Linked DNA regions of Mus musculus: all the other regions are linked to region 3. The links are chromatin contacts, called in public Hi-C, HiChIP or PLAC-seq and promoter capture Hi-C maps. All regions are on one chromosome and are shown on one strand. The core of a region is the stretch at or near the end of the contact, and the rest is flanking DNA. Distances in the headings are between cores, read along the strand shown.

Region 1 (2,700 bases), core at 120-2,619, 350 kb before region 3:
ACCCCTGCACTCGGGAGGCAGAGGCAGGCGGATTCCTATGAGTATGAAGCCAGCTTGATCTACAGAGCAAGTTCCAGGTCAGCCAGACCTACAAAGTGAGACTTTGATTGTAAAATAAATAAATAAATAGCATTTCTATAACTTAAAACAAAACAAAAAAAAATTTTTTTAAATAAGTCAATCTTTGCTTAACTCTTGCCAGTATATTCTCACATTAATGACCTACGTGTGTGACATGAAGCAGCTCGGGAAGAGCAGTCCATGCTTACACGAGTTTTAATAGTGCTGCAACAAGCTGGTCTCACACAACAGCACTCACTTTGCTATCAAGCCAGGCCATGTGTTTTCTAACTTGTTACGAAATGAACTGAAGACATCAGGAAGGAGAAACAGAACCAAAAGTAACAAGGAAGAGCTGGGAGGTGGCTCAGCAGGTAAAGGTGCTTGTCACTAAGTTACCTGAGCCTAATGGCTCAGCAGGTAAAGGTGCTTGTTACTAAGTTTCCTGGGCCTAATGGCTCAGCAGGTAAAGGTGCTTGTTACTGAGTTTCGTGGGCCTAAGCCTTAGGATGTCTCCACAGGTATGCCATGGTGCACATGACCTCCCATCAATCAGTGATAGTTTAAAATATTTTTTTAAGATGAGAAACTAAAGGAGAAAAATGTTTAAAAATCCACACATGAAAAAACTAAAAGAATGCAACAGTTTTACATTCAAACAAACACAAATATAACCTACCAGCTAGAAGCTCTCTTAGAGACTCTGAAAACCCAAACCGTAGGTGGTGTGAAGCTCTAGCTGCATCTACATCACCTACTAATTACACGAGGTTTGGACATGGACATAAATTCTGAGTCTGCGGATGAGCGCACTAGAAAGCAACCTCCCCTAGATAGAGTGAACATACACTAGAGCATCAGGGAAGAGGTTTGCAGCCCAGAGGTAGCTCAATTAGTCCACTGTGCTATACTGCCCCCTAGCTGCTGTGGCAAGATACACCACCAACAGGAGAAAAAAAACAAAACAAAACCAAACAAACAGGGCTGCCAACAAGTTTCAAGAATTTGGCAGGAAATCCTTTAGGCAAATTTAGAACCTTTAAAGCAGACCCACAAGAATACACCGGAGTTTGCTTTATGTCTTCCCGTAATAAATAATAAGAACATAAACTAACGACACATCTCAGCAATGCCTGCAACATTTCAACCACAAACTAACTAGAGCGGATTAAGTTCTAAAGCCAGGCGAGAAGGGCCAGCACTCCCCAGAGAAGGGCCAGCACTCCCCACGGAGACATGGGCTAGCCAAGCAAGGCGCACAGCCTGTCACACAGCTCCACACAGCTCAGACTCAGGGAGTCCTCGGGCAGCACAGCAGCGTGGGAAGGCCTGCCTCCAAACCACAGAACAGCCTGGAACAGCTCCTGACTTAGAGAATTCTGTAGGACATGAATGAGAAACTTGGCGAGAGGAATGGAAACTACTAATAATATTTTCTGCTACTGTAAATGTATGGTAAACATAAAAAATAGTTTAGACTAACAAATATTTTTGCATTAATTCAAAGTTTCCAGGTGTCAGATGCAAACTGAAGTCAAAATTTAGTTAATTAAAAGTTAGTATTTCTGGAATCAGTAAGAGAAATAAACTGAGATACTTTAAAGAAACTTATCTTTCCCGAAAACAGTATCCAAGGTTAATTTAAGATTTGTCCAGTAAAAGATGCATTAGATTTCTGCATTTTCAATTTGCCAACAAAGAGTTGAGCTGTTCACATAGCTGTCTTACTAGTTACTCACAACTCACTATTAATTTAAAAACAGGGGTGCCAGGCGGTGGTGGCGTACACCTTTAATCCCAGCACTCGGGAGGCAGAGACAGGCGGATTTCTGAGTTCAAGGCCAGCCTGGTCTACAAAGTGAGTTACAGGACAGCCAGGGATATATAGAGAAACCCTGTCTCGAAAAAGCCAAAACACAAAACAAAAACAAAAACAAAACAAAAAAGCAGGGTCAGAGCCTTGTCTCCTCCCAGACACTGCCCACTGGGTACACAGTACTCTAACAGTAATGATTTCAGAGGCCAGAAGGACAGGGTGGTGAACCCCTGTACCCCAGTTGGCAAGAGGCTGAGCCAGAAGGAGTGCTTCAAGTTTAAGGCTATATGTTGACTCTGTCTGTAAATGATAAAAGAATGGACTTAAGGTGATCTTACAAGGTTCTAATTTTCAGCATGACTAAGGAAGAACAAGAGAGTTTAAGGAAAGAGAAATGTGGGGGGCGGAGGTGGGGGAGTGAGGCTATTCTTCTGACAAACACACTGTCCACTGCCTGCTTGGGATCTGTTTTAAGCAACTCCTAAATATAAATTCCAAAATTTACAATTGTTCAAAAAACATATGCAAATATTTTTTAAAGAAAAACAAAATCCTTACCCTGCAGTTCATGATGTATTACTCCCACTAGGTTGGGTTCATCTCCCCACCAGAATATCCAGAGCTCTTTGCAATCTGGCTTGACATCACGACGCCATACACACAGCAGGTTGGCTTGCAGACAGCGGATGAAACTTAACAGGATTGGATCATCTTGGGCTGGGGCTGAAATTATGGGTCCACAGTCCCCGTGCCCTCCAAAATTGTACCTACGCCATTTGATTCCTGTGAGTTCAGCCTGGAAAACGACAAAAAATTTGCAATAG
Region 2 (2,700 bases), core at 80-2,579, 480 kb before region 3:
CTAATCTACACCCAGCTTCCTGACACCGTAAGCGTCTCTGAACTACGGACACCACCACACAACTGCTGGTGGATTTCCAACCAGAACGGGCTAACTCCAGCCAGGAGTGTTAATACAGGAGCCCTGTCACTCAACAAAGTGAATCAAACTGTTTGTTCTCCATTCAAGCAATCTCTCCATTTGGAGGACTGGGGGGGGGGGGGGGGGGCGCCTGTGGCTGCTTATTTCAGAAAGCAGATCAGTAGAGACTCAGTGTCACACTAATCTAACACTCTCTTACAATGGAGAGAGAATCACTGCATACTTGTCCTTGGGTAGCAACTGTCAGCTAGGCAAGGTTCCAACTCTCCCTGGTCCAAGGCTTCTGATGGTTAACTCTGACTGTCCATTTGACTGGACTAGGAAACACCTCCAGGGCATCATGTCTGTAAGGCACCTCAAGAGACACAGTTCCTCTGACTAAATCAAAGGATGAACCCTTCCGAGTTCACTGAGCAGTGGTAAAAGGGCCGGTGGGACCTGCTGGAGAAAGCAAGACCCTAGGGAACATGCCCTCAGGACTGCAGCCTGGCCCTGGTCACCTGCTCTGTGCTCTTTACTCTGTATCCAACAAGAGACTGAGAATTGCCTCCCACATCTTCCCACTCCCATACTGCTCCATCTGAATGCATGCAGCCGAGCAACAGTGGGCTCCCTCTGTAACTGGGAGTCAGACAAATCCTCTTCCCCCACGGGCGTCTCAGGCATCTGGCCACTGAGGCACAAAGTTCACATCGTATTTGCCACTGTTGTTTATATAAAAGACCAGGAACAGGCTACTCATATATAGTTTCCTGTTCATGTGCAGAAACATGGACATGACGTGTGACAGGGTAATTGTGTGTGCAGAAATAAGGAATGCACCAACACAATCCATGGACTAGAGACTAAGTTGGCACAGGCACAACTCTGAGATACAGCCACTCAGCCTTCTCACACTACCCCTTGGCCCAGCTCCACCACTTCATCAGGGATTCTGCAATGCTGATGGTGGTCCGGGAATCCTCCTTCCTAGGGGCACACTGGGTCGCACTCACCTATAACCACCTGCTCTGGGGAGGTGGGAGGCGTCAGAGGCATCCCACAGTTACTGGGGTCTTTCACACTACCAAGCCCCTGCTGTGCAACTGTGCCGTGCCCACTCTGAGGAACTGGGATGTCATTCTGAGAGACCAACACGAAAGCCGAAGGGTAGACCATCCGGACGCCACCTGTGAGGAGAGATGACAGACAGCAAGGATCAGGCTGAGACACTGACTCAGTGAGCAGGTCACACAGAGAAGAGGAAGTCCTGCACAAGCACACCTGCTTGAACATGTGTGCCAGAGTCACCATGACAGCACAAGGGACAGGAAGCAGGGGCCATTGGAGTTAAAACACAATTCCCCAGGCAAACACTTTCTTACCAACAATGACTTCAACTGCCACCGGGAAGTCGTCGTCATACCCCAGCTCAGCCTCTTCTCGAGGCTCCTCCCTCTTCCTCAGCACCATCGGGTAGAAACAGTGCCATTCCTCAATCAGCTTGCGGGCGGCCGGGTCAGACATCTTGTATGCATGCCCTGTTAGTGTGCCATTTAAGCCGTAAGGACTCACCAGTACTACGGAAAGGAGAGACAGGTATCACATATAATCCTAGCTATTTGGTCATTTTAGGTTAAAAGAGAGCACTACACTTCATGCCCTTTGATTTATATCCTAAGTCTTTCACAGTGTGGTTTCAAAATTTACTTTAGAATTATTTATATGTATTTTAATTACATCAATTTTCTAAAATATCAAGTTGGGATACCATTACACTTTTAATTCTATCATTATATACTTTATAAATCAACTACACATTAAAATTCATGACTATGTATGGATAATGGCTGATCAACATGGGCATGGACCCAGGCCTATATGGCACTCAGCACTGATGTGGATCCTGAGAACCCTACACATGCAATAATCAGAGTATAATAGGTAATATAGAGTATATAATAACAACAATAAACGCCTACTAGCAGATCTTAATGCCCAGAGCATGACGTGCATCTTCAGGGATGCATGATGAGCATGCTCAGGCCGTGTGAACTCCAGTATGGAGCTGACACTAGTTCTGCTTCCTGCAGTCTTTGAAGCCAAGGTTGTTTTGGTGGAGTTAGAAGCAAGCTAGGCTACCATGGCACTTACACTGTGGCCCTGTGAACAAGTCTTCGGAATAATCCTTTCTAGGGGACTAGACAACTCAGAGTGGGAAGTGCCCCATTTCCCTGTAGCTTTGTGTGTGCACTGCATGTATGTGTGCAGTCTACGTGCACACATGTGTGTGCCTGTGAGTCTGGAGACCAGGATTAATGTCAGAGGTCTTCCTCTCTGCATCTTTGTCTTTTAAATTAATTTGTGTGTCCAAATATGGAGGTAAGAGGACGGTCTGCAGAAGTCTGTTCTAGCACTTGAGTGCTTATCTGGGGAAACTTCCCCGCTGGGCCACCTTCCTGGAGCTCCACCATTGCAGGAGAGACAAGGTGTCTCACAGAATACAAAGCCCACAGACCTGGCTAGACTGCCCGCTGGCCAGAAAGCCCCAGGAATTTGCCAGGCTCAGAGCCCCAGAACTGAGGACATAGGTTATGTCATATCCAGCTCTGACCTGATGCTGGAAAACAAACTTAGGCT
Region 3 (2,700 bases), core at 117-2,616:
CAAGGTCAAATCTGGGCAAGAGAGTAAGACACGCCCCCCCCCCCCCCCAGGAGTGACTGTGCAAAAGCGCAACCATTCAAAAGACGGACTGTGATACAGAAAACCAGAGAACTATATTCGTAAGAACAGCAAAACAGGATCAAAGGGTGCACAGGAGCAGGAAAGGCGGAGGGGCAGGTGACCTACAAAATGCAACTCAGTCAAGTGTGGTTTCTAGGCAAATGCTGGGAACTGGTTCCTACTACAGTGGGATGCCAGGTCTCTAGGAACTCTCTACCAGGACAAAAACGGGAAAGGGAGGTTGAGAAATTAAAAATAAAAAAATAAAAAATAAAAATCTACCCAACCAAGTTGTGCCCCAAAAGGGAGCCTGTTGGGTCACCCAGGTGAACAGGCACAGAGAGCCCTTGGCCACTTCCTGGTCTAGCCATCTCTACCTCCTGCCCATCAAGAAGCCTGGGGCTGTGCGGAGCAGGGAACGCGACAGAGGAGGGTGCACAGGTCTGAGGACCCCATTCTGCCTGGCCTACCAGCCAGATCCCGCACGGAAGAGGGGCGGTACAAAGACCTGCAGTGGGACGCCTCCCTTAGCGGCCTTCGATTCACAGGAGGACAGGAGGAGGATCACACAATCGGAGGGAGGAGGACTAGAGGGTTGAGGACTAGAGAGCTGAAGGGAGGACCAATGGATGATCCAGGGACTGAAAGGAAGAGGCTCAGAGGCTCAGAGGGAGGACTGAATGGCTGCATATCAGGAGGACTACAAGGTGGAGGACAGGAGAGAGGAGCATCAGAGGACAGAGGATCAAGGGAGGGAGGAACTGTGAGGATCGAGGAGGAGGGGTTGGAAAAGAACAGAGGGTGAGAGGTAAGAAGTTGGAGGGCAGAGGAGAACAGAGGATGGGGAGGCAGAGAATTCGAGGGAGGAGGAGGAGTGGAGGACGGAGGGAGCTAGGGAGGGGAAAGGAGAAGGGCAGAGGACAACGCAACGGAGGGAGAAGGGCTGAAGGAGGATTTTAGATCAGAGGGAGGAGTGCTCAGGAGGAGGATTAGAAGAACGATGGGGAGAAGGACATAGTATTTGAGGGAGGAAGCAGGATCGGAAGGACGGAGGTCCTGAGAGAAGTCGCTTACCTGCTTGAAGGTGCTGCTGAGGAAGTAAACTAGCGAGAGGCCGAAAACCAGGGCGAGCACCCAGCGCTTGCGCAGGAGCCGGCGCCACAGCAGCGCCGCCAGGTTCAGCATCCCGGTAGGGCGCAGGCGCAGAGACGACCCCACGGCATGACCCCTGCAATCCGCTTCCAGCACTGCTTTACCTTCCCGCAGCCAACGCGCCGGCCACGTGATCCGCCGCACGCCCCGCCCCACCTAGTGACGCCAACGCCAGGCCCCTCCATGCCTCCTCGCCATTGGTTCTGCCGGAGCCTCGGCTCTCCATTGGCTGAATGTGACGGCAGGGGCGGACCTTCTCGGACTAGAGGCAGGCCTCCCTGTGCGAGGGTCCTAGCGCCGATCGCGTTCTCGGTGGCACTGCCGGCCGGAAGTCACGTGGCGCCCTGGCCACGCCAGGGATTGGCTAGGCTGGATTAGCAGAGGCCGTGATTGCTGCAGTGTCTGGCAGGTAAATGAAGGCTATGCTCGGCCGCTGCTACCCTGTGACCCCGCGAGCCTGGCGGCAAAGGCGCTTCGCCGTCCGGTCTGGGGACGCCGCTCGCGCCCAAGCGTCCTGTAGGGGACCGTGCAGCCTCCTAGGGAGGACCAGGGTGTGTGGGACGGAGATGGTCCATTCATTCATTCTGTAGCATCCTGTGGGCTCCAGGAGTCAATACGAGCCTACTTGTACCGCCCGTTTGCCACAGAATCGTGGGCATTTAATTTATGACGTTTTCTCAAAGCTTGTAGGTGGAAACTTGGGGATACCGTGTTTTAGTTTCCCCGAGGATAAGGAGTAGTGGGGCCACCCGGAGTATCAAGCCAGATTGCAAATTCTTGAGACATGTTACCTGATGGATGACAGTTTCTTTCTTTATAAAACGGCCTGGTTGAGAGTGTAGCTAGGTGATAGAGGGCTTGCCTGAATATGACGATGATACCAAGGAGTCTTTTCCTAGCTAATTTAATCTTGCAGAAAAGGCAGGCACCTTAGCCTGTGGCTTCCTAGCTAGCTGCAGCCGAGAAGGCTGTGCAGAATTAATTAATTCCGCACCCATTTGTGTTGGCCTGGGCTAAGAGATGGATCTTTCTCTGTAGGGAAAATATGCCGGGAAACTGAGCCTGTTCATGGAAGCATATTCTTTATTTCTTTAAAGATTTTATTTATGTATGTATTTATTTTTTAATTATATGTTAGAGTGGGTTTGCCCATGGGAGTGCAGGTGCCCTCCGAGGTCAGTAGAGGGAGTCAGATCACTTACAGCTGGAGGTACAGGTAGTTGTGAGCCACCCTTGTGGGTGCTGGGAACTGGACTTAGATCTTCTGCAGGAGCAGTAGCCATATGGAGTCTCTCTCCAAGCCTTGCCCTTCTTTCTTGGCTTTCTATTGGTGCGGGAGGTAGGACGAGGTGTGTGCGGATCTGTCGCTGGGGAAAATCAAGGTGATCTAATCTCTACAGAGACGTTGGCCTTCCATCTCTGCAACTCCAAGGTGGACGGGCAGCCCAGACACAGGACCTCTCAAGGGTCATAGTAAACAAACCCACA
Region 4 (2,700 bases), core at 81-2,580, 270 kb before region 3:
GGAGACCGCCTGGCCGACTCGGGGCTCACTCTTTCTACCCACACACACACTGTTTAAAGCATTCCAGAAAGCCTGCCAACTTTCCTGGCACGGCTCTTATTTCTTTACATGCATGTTGCATTCCATCTGGTTAATGCGCCATTCTTGGATTCTGGCGAGGGCCTAGCAAGGTGGCATGGTGTGCTCAGGCTTGTTCTATGCAAAGCAGGGTACCAGCCAGAGGGAGCTTTGGCGGGATGGGGGGAGTTCTACCTTCCTTAGGCACAGGGGTGCCTGGAGTCCCAAAGACAAGAGGGCAACTGCCTACCCAGCTCTCTCCAGATGTGGCTGAAGCCCTTCCTTTGTTTTTTTGTTTTGTTTTGTTTTTTGTTTGTTTGTTTGTTTGTTTTTCTTTTAGTGGTGTTAGGGATCAAAGCCAGGACTCTGCACATAACACTATACACTACAGTGCTCTATATACATTGAGCCCTGCCCCCAGCCGAATTTCAGGTTCAGTAAAGTCACAAGTGAGCCATCCCTTGCACTTCACTCTACCCAGAGAGTTTAGGGAGATGCAGCTGCTCTGCCTCCTCTGGTACACAGCCAAGAATATACAAGGAGGGTGCGTGAGGCTAATGTTAGGAAGCCACATTACTGTTTACAAATGTGAGTTTGGTCCAGAGGCATCCCAAGGACCGGGATGCGAACACCTAGGTCTGATGGTTTCAGACACTTAAGAGAAAGGTTCGTCTCTGTATTCATTTAGTTCTCCAGAACCACTGAGGACGTGCTGTGATTTGGATCCAACACCATAATGCATGTGGAAGACAGGAAAGCCAGGTTTTAGATACTCTCAGAACATCTGGCGAATTCAGCTTTTAAAAGGGGGCAGGGGGAGCGAGGGGAGAGAAGACAGACCCCTTCGGAAGCCGTTGTCAGGTACTGGGTATCCAAAAAACATTCTCCGGGTTGACTCAAGTGTTCTCGCCTCCCTCCTCCCCAGTGGAATAGGAATAGAACCCATGAGACTGGTGAGTTAGGAATTCAGAGGAGAAAATTGGCTCTTGGCACCGCGAGCAAAAACATGGAGGTCTCTGCCTGGACGACGCGTCAAACGCACGTCTCTCAGAGTCCCGCCTGCGGTGCGAATAGAATGCTCCTGTTCTGAAGTGGAATTACTCACCTGGATCCGGCGCGAGTGACACGGCACCGAGAGGTTTAAAAAAAAAAAAAAAATCCCGGTTCCTAATGAGAAACAGCCGCGTGCGGAATAAAATTAGTGTGAGTTGTGTAATCCCAGCTGGCCAGTTGCGAGAACAGGGAGGAGGCAGGAGGCGAGGGAACAGGCTCTGGAGCCCATCCTGACCCTCTGGGTTGGAATTTCTGAGTCTCTTTGCCTTGAGTCAGAATAGGAAACCGAACCCTGACCGCGCGCTTCTTTTTATAGAATCGAACTTTCTTGCCAGCTTCCTCCGGAGCGCGAGATCGTCCCTCTTCGTCTCTAAACAATACGCCAATCATCAGATGTGAGGAGAGGGAGGAGGGGCGTAGTGTTCTGGGAGCATCAGACAGAACCCAGGCCCAGGGCCCAAGACAAACACCGAGCCCCAAGTTTGGCTTCCGTACCAGACCTGGTAAATACAACATGTTTTTACAGGTTGAGAAATTGTCTGGCTCGTCTCTGAAATTTTCTCTCTTTCTCCCACTTCTTCTGACTTGGATCTCAGCGTTCTGTCAGCGTTCTGCCTCGGTGTTGGCCAAGTTCACGTTTGCCAGTTGCCGAGTGGATAATAGATGGTTTGTAAGATTCGTAATCTGTTGGGGAGACGGAAACTCAGACAGCCAGGCAGTCGTTGCCTGTGTGATAAAAATGACTCTCATGAGTTTTTACTTGGCCCGGCTGGCCAGGCTTGTACTGAAGGACAGTGGGAACCAAATGACTTAATGCCCAGTCAATCACTGCCTCAGCCACTCTGACCGGGCAGCCCACCGGACACGCCCCCCCCCCCCGCGCGCCCCCCATAATCAGTTTAGAGTCAATTCTTGCTTGTAAGGGAGGCTGGAGTCTGCTGGCCCAAAGTGTGAAGTCGCTGGTTTAAAATAAAAGGAAAAAAAAAGAGAAAGAATTCTCATTAAAAATGGATTTTTGTTGTTAAGTGTTTTGAGGCCAGGAACAGCGAAGTTGGAGGAGATCCGTTGCCAGAAGCTAACAGCTTTTCCAACTTTGGGTTCCCAGTTCCACTCTGGCTTCTCATAATTGGGTCTCAACGGTGCCAGGACATGTCATAAACTACCAAATTTGTACAACAATATATTGACACAAGTGACTCTGTGTAGCCTGAACTTAAAGGTAGTGGGGGTGGGGTTATGGACTGTCCCTACTGGCATGGCTCCCTAGGGTCACCTGGGATAATTACCATTCCTGGAGTGGTGACCACTGTCAGTCAGACCAGTTTGCTGACCTGCTTGGATCTCACAGAGTTAAATTGCTAAGAAAGCCATCTTGCCTTCTAGACCTGCTTCCCTGTGGTCTCCCCTACCAGCTTACCTCAGAAGAGGGCTAAAGGGTCAACTCTAGCAGGAACATTCCAGCAGAACAATCCAGCTGGCACCAGAGCCCCATCCTGGGGGTGGGGGCTTCTCACCTCCAGTTATTTCTCCCTCACAGGGGTCAGGGGAAATCTTCTATGAGTTCTCCAGCAGAGAAGGGGTCCCTCCTGC
Region 5 (2,700 bases), core at 57-2,556, 390 kb before region 3:
ACACACACACACACACACACATGTCTGAACCTAAGCCAAGTTCCTCTTTTCTAACCATGCCTCCAAACTACTCCTTATTTATTATATGTCCCCTTGTCCTTACCCACACAAAATGGGGACCCAAACACCCACAAACTGCTACTGATCTATACTATACTTCTGCTATAAATGGCAATGTTCAAATGAACGTCCCATACAATAAGGAAAACTAACCTTTGGGGCATTGGACAAAATGAAGTCACTCCAGCTAACTGCCATATAATGCAATTAATTTTTAAGGAAGGAGGCAGGTCTTAAGGTTTTTCCCTCAGTCAGTGCAGAAAGAACTGTTCTTCGTTTATCTTTACCACAGAAAGCAACCTCAGCCCTATGTCAACTGGTGAGCGCTTTCCTGCCATTGGGCTGACACACTCCCACCTTACAAAACTCGTATTACACGGCCCACAGGAGCATCCTCCCATTCTGGACCAAAACAGAAGCTGCCCTGATTCATGATCCATGAGCAAAGCCTTGAGCTGGATAACTCCATCTTTCAAGCAAGAGTGGCTGGAGGTGACCGTGGATACAGGAGAGCTAACTGTCTCAAAGAGCAAGGTATGAAGAGAAGGGCTTCTGGTGTGCGGTGACCTCTGATGCCCCACAACTGCACTGAATGGCTGAATCCTACCTTGATGAGGAATGAGTCCATCTCTAGTGTACTAGTGACCATCGGTGGTTTTGGAAGTCCAGGTAATTCTACCACAGAAACAAGAGCAGCTGCTCCATGAGAGACTCCAGGCATTGTCTCTCACACCTGGTCACATCTGCCACAAAAGCTAGCACTTGTCTGCTGTAACTTCAACAGAGGCACACTGAGAGACAGCTAGCTACACAAAGGACGCGGCCACTGGCGGAAGCACTAACCAGTTAATCCTCTGTCAGCCGTGAAGCGCCTGTGGGAAAACAGTGCTAGTTACAGCAGAGAGAGAGCAGGAAGCAGAGGCTGGGGCAGAGCGTCTGAAATTAGGCCACACACGCAAGAAAAAAAGACCTGGAATTTCTCTGCACTAATAAATATTTCCAGTTGTGTTTGCTGAGAAACTTTTTGTGTCAGAGTGTAGCAACATAAGGGCCATCTATGTCCCTGATTAACACAGTCATAGAGAAGCACACACCACTGCCAGTTGGGAACATTAGACTTCCAAGGCCAGTTTTTGTCTGTGAACAAATGTCAATCAAGCACGGGAAAGTGGCGGCGACTCCTGGGGGACCTGCCTTCACTCTGCCAGCACTACAGCAACAGCCTGTCCGGGAGGCACTGTGAGAGGGCCCACTGGGAGGCCTTCACAAGACTGAGGAAGGGCTCTCTAAGAGTTGTCTGTGTGCACTCAGCCATCCATGATGTCTCCCCCCTCTGTAGAGTCACTGTCACCACTACACTGATTCCCAGTCACCTCATCTCCAATCTCCACTTTCCTGGAGACAAGCTTTGTTCTGACGGTGAAGGCCATTCCAGTTTCTCAGCCTGCCGATGCTGACCCACACTCTGCCCTCAGACTGGGCTCTCCTGACTCCACAGCCCCGCACAGCCCTTCTGAGAGCCACGCTGGCCTTCAGTCCTGGAAGAAACATTCTGCATCACCCACCGACAAAGCCTGCTGTCCTTTCTGTCACCAATCCTGTCGCTTCATCCACTTCAACTCTTTCCTACTTCTCAAACCCTGGTCCAAGGCTGGAGTGTGCGTAGCATGTTTCTGGCCCTTGTGTTCAATCTCCAAAGCAACAACAGACTAAAACATTAACTAACCCTCAGTTCAGAACAGCACTTCCCAGACAAGCCCACGCAGTCTCTCAACTCTTCTCCGCTTGTGTCTGTGAGTTTACTAATGTTCACGCCTCCTTTTCACCAATAACCTAAAACTCAGAGTGAACAAACCAGCTTGCTGTCAGTCATTCCTACATCCCATGAGGTGTGGTGTGGTGTGGTGTGGTGTGGTGTGGTGTGGTGTGGTGTGGTGTGGTGTGGTGTGGTGTGGTGTGTGGTGGCTGTACACACTGGGGCTTGCTAAACTAACACACCTCACCCAGTACAAAGATCCCCAGAACTGTTCAGGGCAACCCTCCTTGCCAATGAACTGGAAACCTAAGAGAGGGACTCTGACAGGATCAGGTTTTACATCCAATGACTTCAAGAATGAAGACAAAATTCTACATATATGAACCCAGTGGATTTATGTCAGAGAAATAATACCATTCTCTATCTAGAATTCAATCTTTAAAACTAGACTAGTCTCTAAACACACAACAGATTAAAAATCAGTTTATAAAAGTAAAGAAATGGCTCAGAAAGAAAACTCGGACAACAGAGAAACTTCCTGAAAGGAACAACCAGTTGCTGGATAGGACAGCACCTGAACTGTCTATGAGAACTGAGCGCTGCCAGGGTGGGGCTGTAGCAGGTAGCAGGGAAACTGAAGTCATGTTTTATACACGGGAAGGATTCCCAAATACAGCAGAAAGCAGTTACTGAGTTTTTAGTGTATCCTGTTAAGGACCTATACTACTTTCTTCATCAACAAGGCAGGCTTCTTTTTCCTATGGTGCTGCGTGGATCCGAAGGCTCAGGCTTTTCCCATAATATTTATACTTTGAAAACCTTGCTCTCTAAGTATGCACCATCTCTAAAGAGGACTTATTTTGTGCAGACACTGAGTCTGCGTG

Evidence for each region. Promoter capture Hi-C pulls out the DNA fragments that hold promoters and counts their contacts. Hi-C and Micro-C count contacts between places; a contact is called where the count stands out from the background. HiChIP or PLAC-seq counts read pairs in DNA pulled down with a chosen protein or histone mark.
Region 1: a promoter capture Hi-C map of liver shows a contact between it and region 3, with 5 times the contacts expected there. The contact joins the enhancer-like site here to the promoter of Spring1 in region 3. A contact is called at or near these places in 4 of 39 promoter capture datasets (the C10 cell line, cranial neural crest, liver and 1 more), 2 of 484 Hi-C or Micro-C datasets (bone marrow-derived macrophages and extraembryonic endoderm stem cells), 9 of 115 datasets of contacts at active chromatin or transcription factors (the 230-238 cell line, the NIH/3T3 cell line, bone marrow-derived macrophages and 5 more) and 3 of 9 other capture datasets (adipose tissue, liver and pancreatic islet).
Region 2: a contact with region 3 is called in an H3K4me3 HiChIP or PLAC-seq map of the 230-238 cell line, with 16 read pairs. The contact joins the enhancer-like site here to the promoter of Spring1 in region 3. A contact is called at or near these places in 13 of 39 promoter capture datasets (the C10 cell line, the SN4741 cell line, cranial neural crest and 9 more), 5 of 484 Hi-C or Micro-C datasets (bone marrow-derived macrophages, memory CD8 T cells, nephron progenitors and 2 more), 28 of 115 datasets of contacts at active chromatin or transcription factors (the 230-238 cell line, the NIH/3T3 cell line, bone marrow-derived macrophages and 18 more) and 5 of 9 other capture datasets (adipose tissue, embryonic stem cells, liver and 2 more).
Region 4: a Hi-C map of uterus shows a contact between it and region 3. The contact joins the enhancer-like site here to the promoter of Spring1 in region 3. A contact is called at or near these places in 1 of 15 datasets of contacts at CTCF or cohesin (the NIH/3T3 cell line), 4 of 484 Hi-C or Micro-C datasets (the C2C12 cell line, embryonic stem cells, muscle stem cells and 1 more) and 2 of 9 other capture datasets (adipose tissue and liver).
Region 5: an H3K4me3 HiChIP or PLAC-seq map of stem cell-derived neural progenitor cells shows a contact between it and region 3, with 17 read pairs. The contact joins the enhancer-like site here to the promoter of Spring1 in region 3. A contact is called at or near these places in 4 of 39 promoter capture datasets (the C10 cell line, cranial neural crest, embryonic stem cells and 1 more), 15 of 115 datasets of contacts at active chromatin or transcription factors (the 230-238 cell line, the NIH/3T3 cell line, craniofacial prominence and 8 more) and 2 of 9 other capture datasets (adipose tissue and pancreatic islet).

Annotation. Positions count from the first base shown.
Region 1 is chr5:118,593,305-118,596,004 of GRCm38.p6, reverse strand. Med13l (mediator complex subunit 13-like) reads right to left here. Exons shown (of 31, transcript NM_172424.4): 2 at 2,435-2,672. Among named protein-coding and RNA genes, the nearest start is that of Med13l, 34 kb to the right of the region's middle. Within about 2 kb of position 1,369, at least 37 of the 459 cell types and tissues checked have an H3K27ac peak or open chromatin away from gene starts, as enhancers often do. A contact at or near this core is called in adipose tissue and liver, where this site is marked.
Region 2 is chr5:118,720,315-118,723,014 of GRCm38.p6, reverse strand. It overlaps Med13l (mediator complex subunit 13-like), which reads right to left. Exons shown (of 31, transcript NM_172424.4): 6 at 1,446-1,640; 7 at 1,077-1,250. Among named protein-coding and RNA genes, the nearest start is that of Gm42015, 120 kb to the left of the region's middle. Within about 2 kb of position 1,329, at least 8 of the 459 cell types and tissues checked have an H3K27ac peak or open chromatin away from gene starts, as enhancers often do. A contact at or near this core is called in the 230-238 cell line and pro-B cells, where this site is marked.
Region 3 is chr5:118,243,893-118,246,592 of GRCm38.p6, reverse strand. It overlaps Spring1 (SREBF pathway regulator in golgi 1), which reads right to left and starts at 1,366. Exons shown (of 5, transcript NM_001081236.1): 1 at 1,135-1,366. The coding sequence starts at 1,245. It overlaps Rnft2 (ring finger protein, transmembrane 2), which reads left to right and starts at 1,568. Exons shown (of 11, transcript NM_001109902.1): 1 at 1,568-1,621.
Region 4 is chr5:118,512,886-118,515,585 of GRCm38.p6, reverse strand. No RefSeq gene overlaps it. Among named protein-coding and RNA genes, the nearest start is that of Gm46921, 22 kb to the right of the region's middle. Within about 2 kb of position 1,330, at least 187 of the 459 cell types and tissues checked have an H3K27ac peak or open chromatin away from gene starts, as enhancers often do. A contact at or near this core is called in the C2C12 cell line, the NIH/3T3 cell line, adipose tissue and 3 more, where this site is marked.
Region 5 is chr5:118,634,242-118,636,941 of GRCm38.p6, reverse strand. All of the region lies in intron 2 of Med13l (mediator complex subunit 13-like), which reads right to left. Among named protein-coding and RNA genes, the nearest start is that of Med13l, 75 kb to the right of the region's middle. Within about 2 kb of position 1,306, at least 75 of the 459 cell types and tissues checked have an H3K27ac peak or open chromatin away from gene starts, as enhancers often do. A contact at or near this core is called in adipose tissue, pro-B cells and stem cell-derived neural progenitor cells, where this site is marked.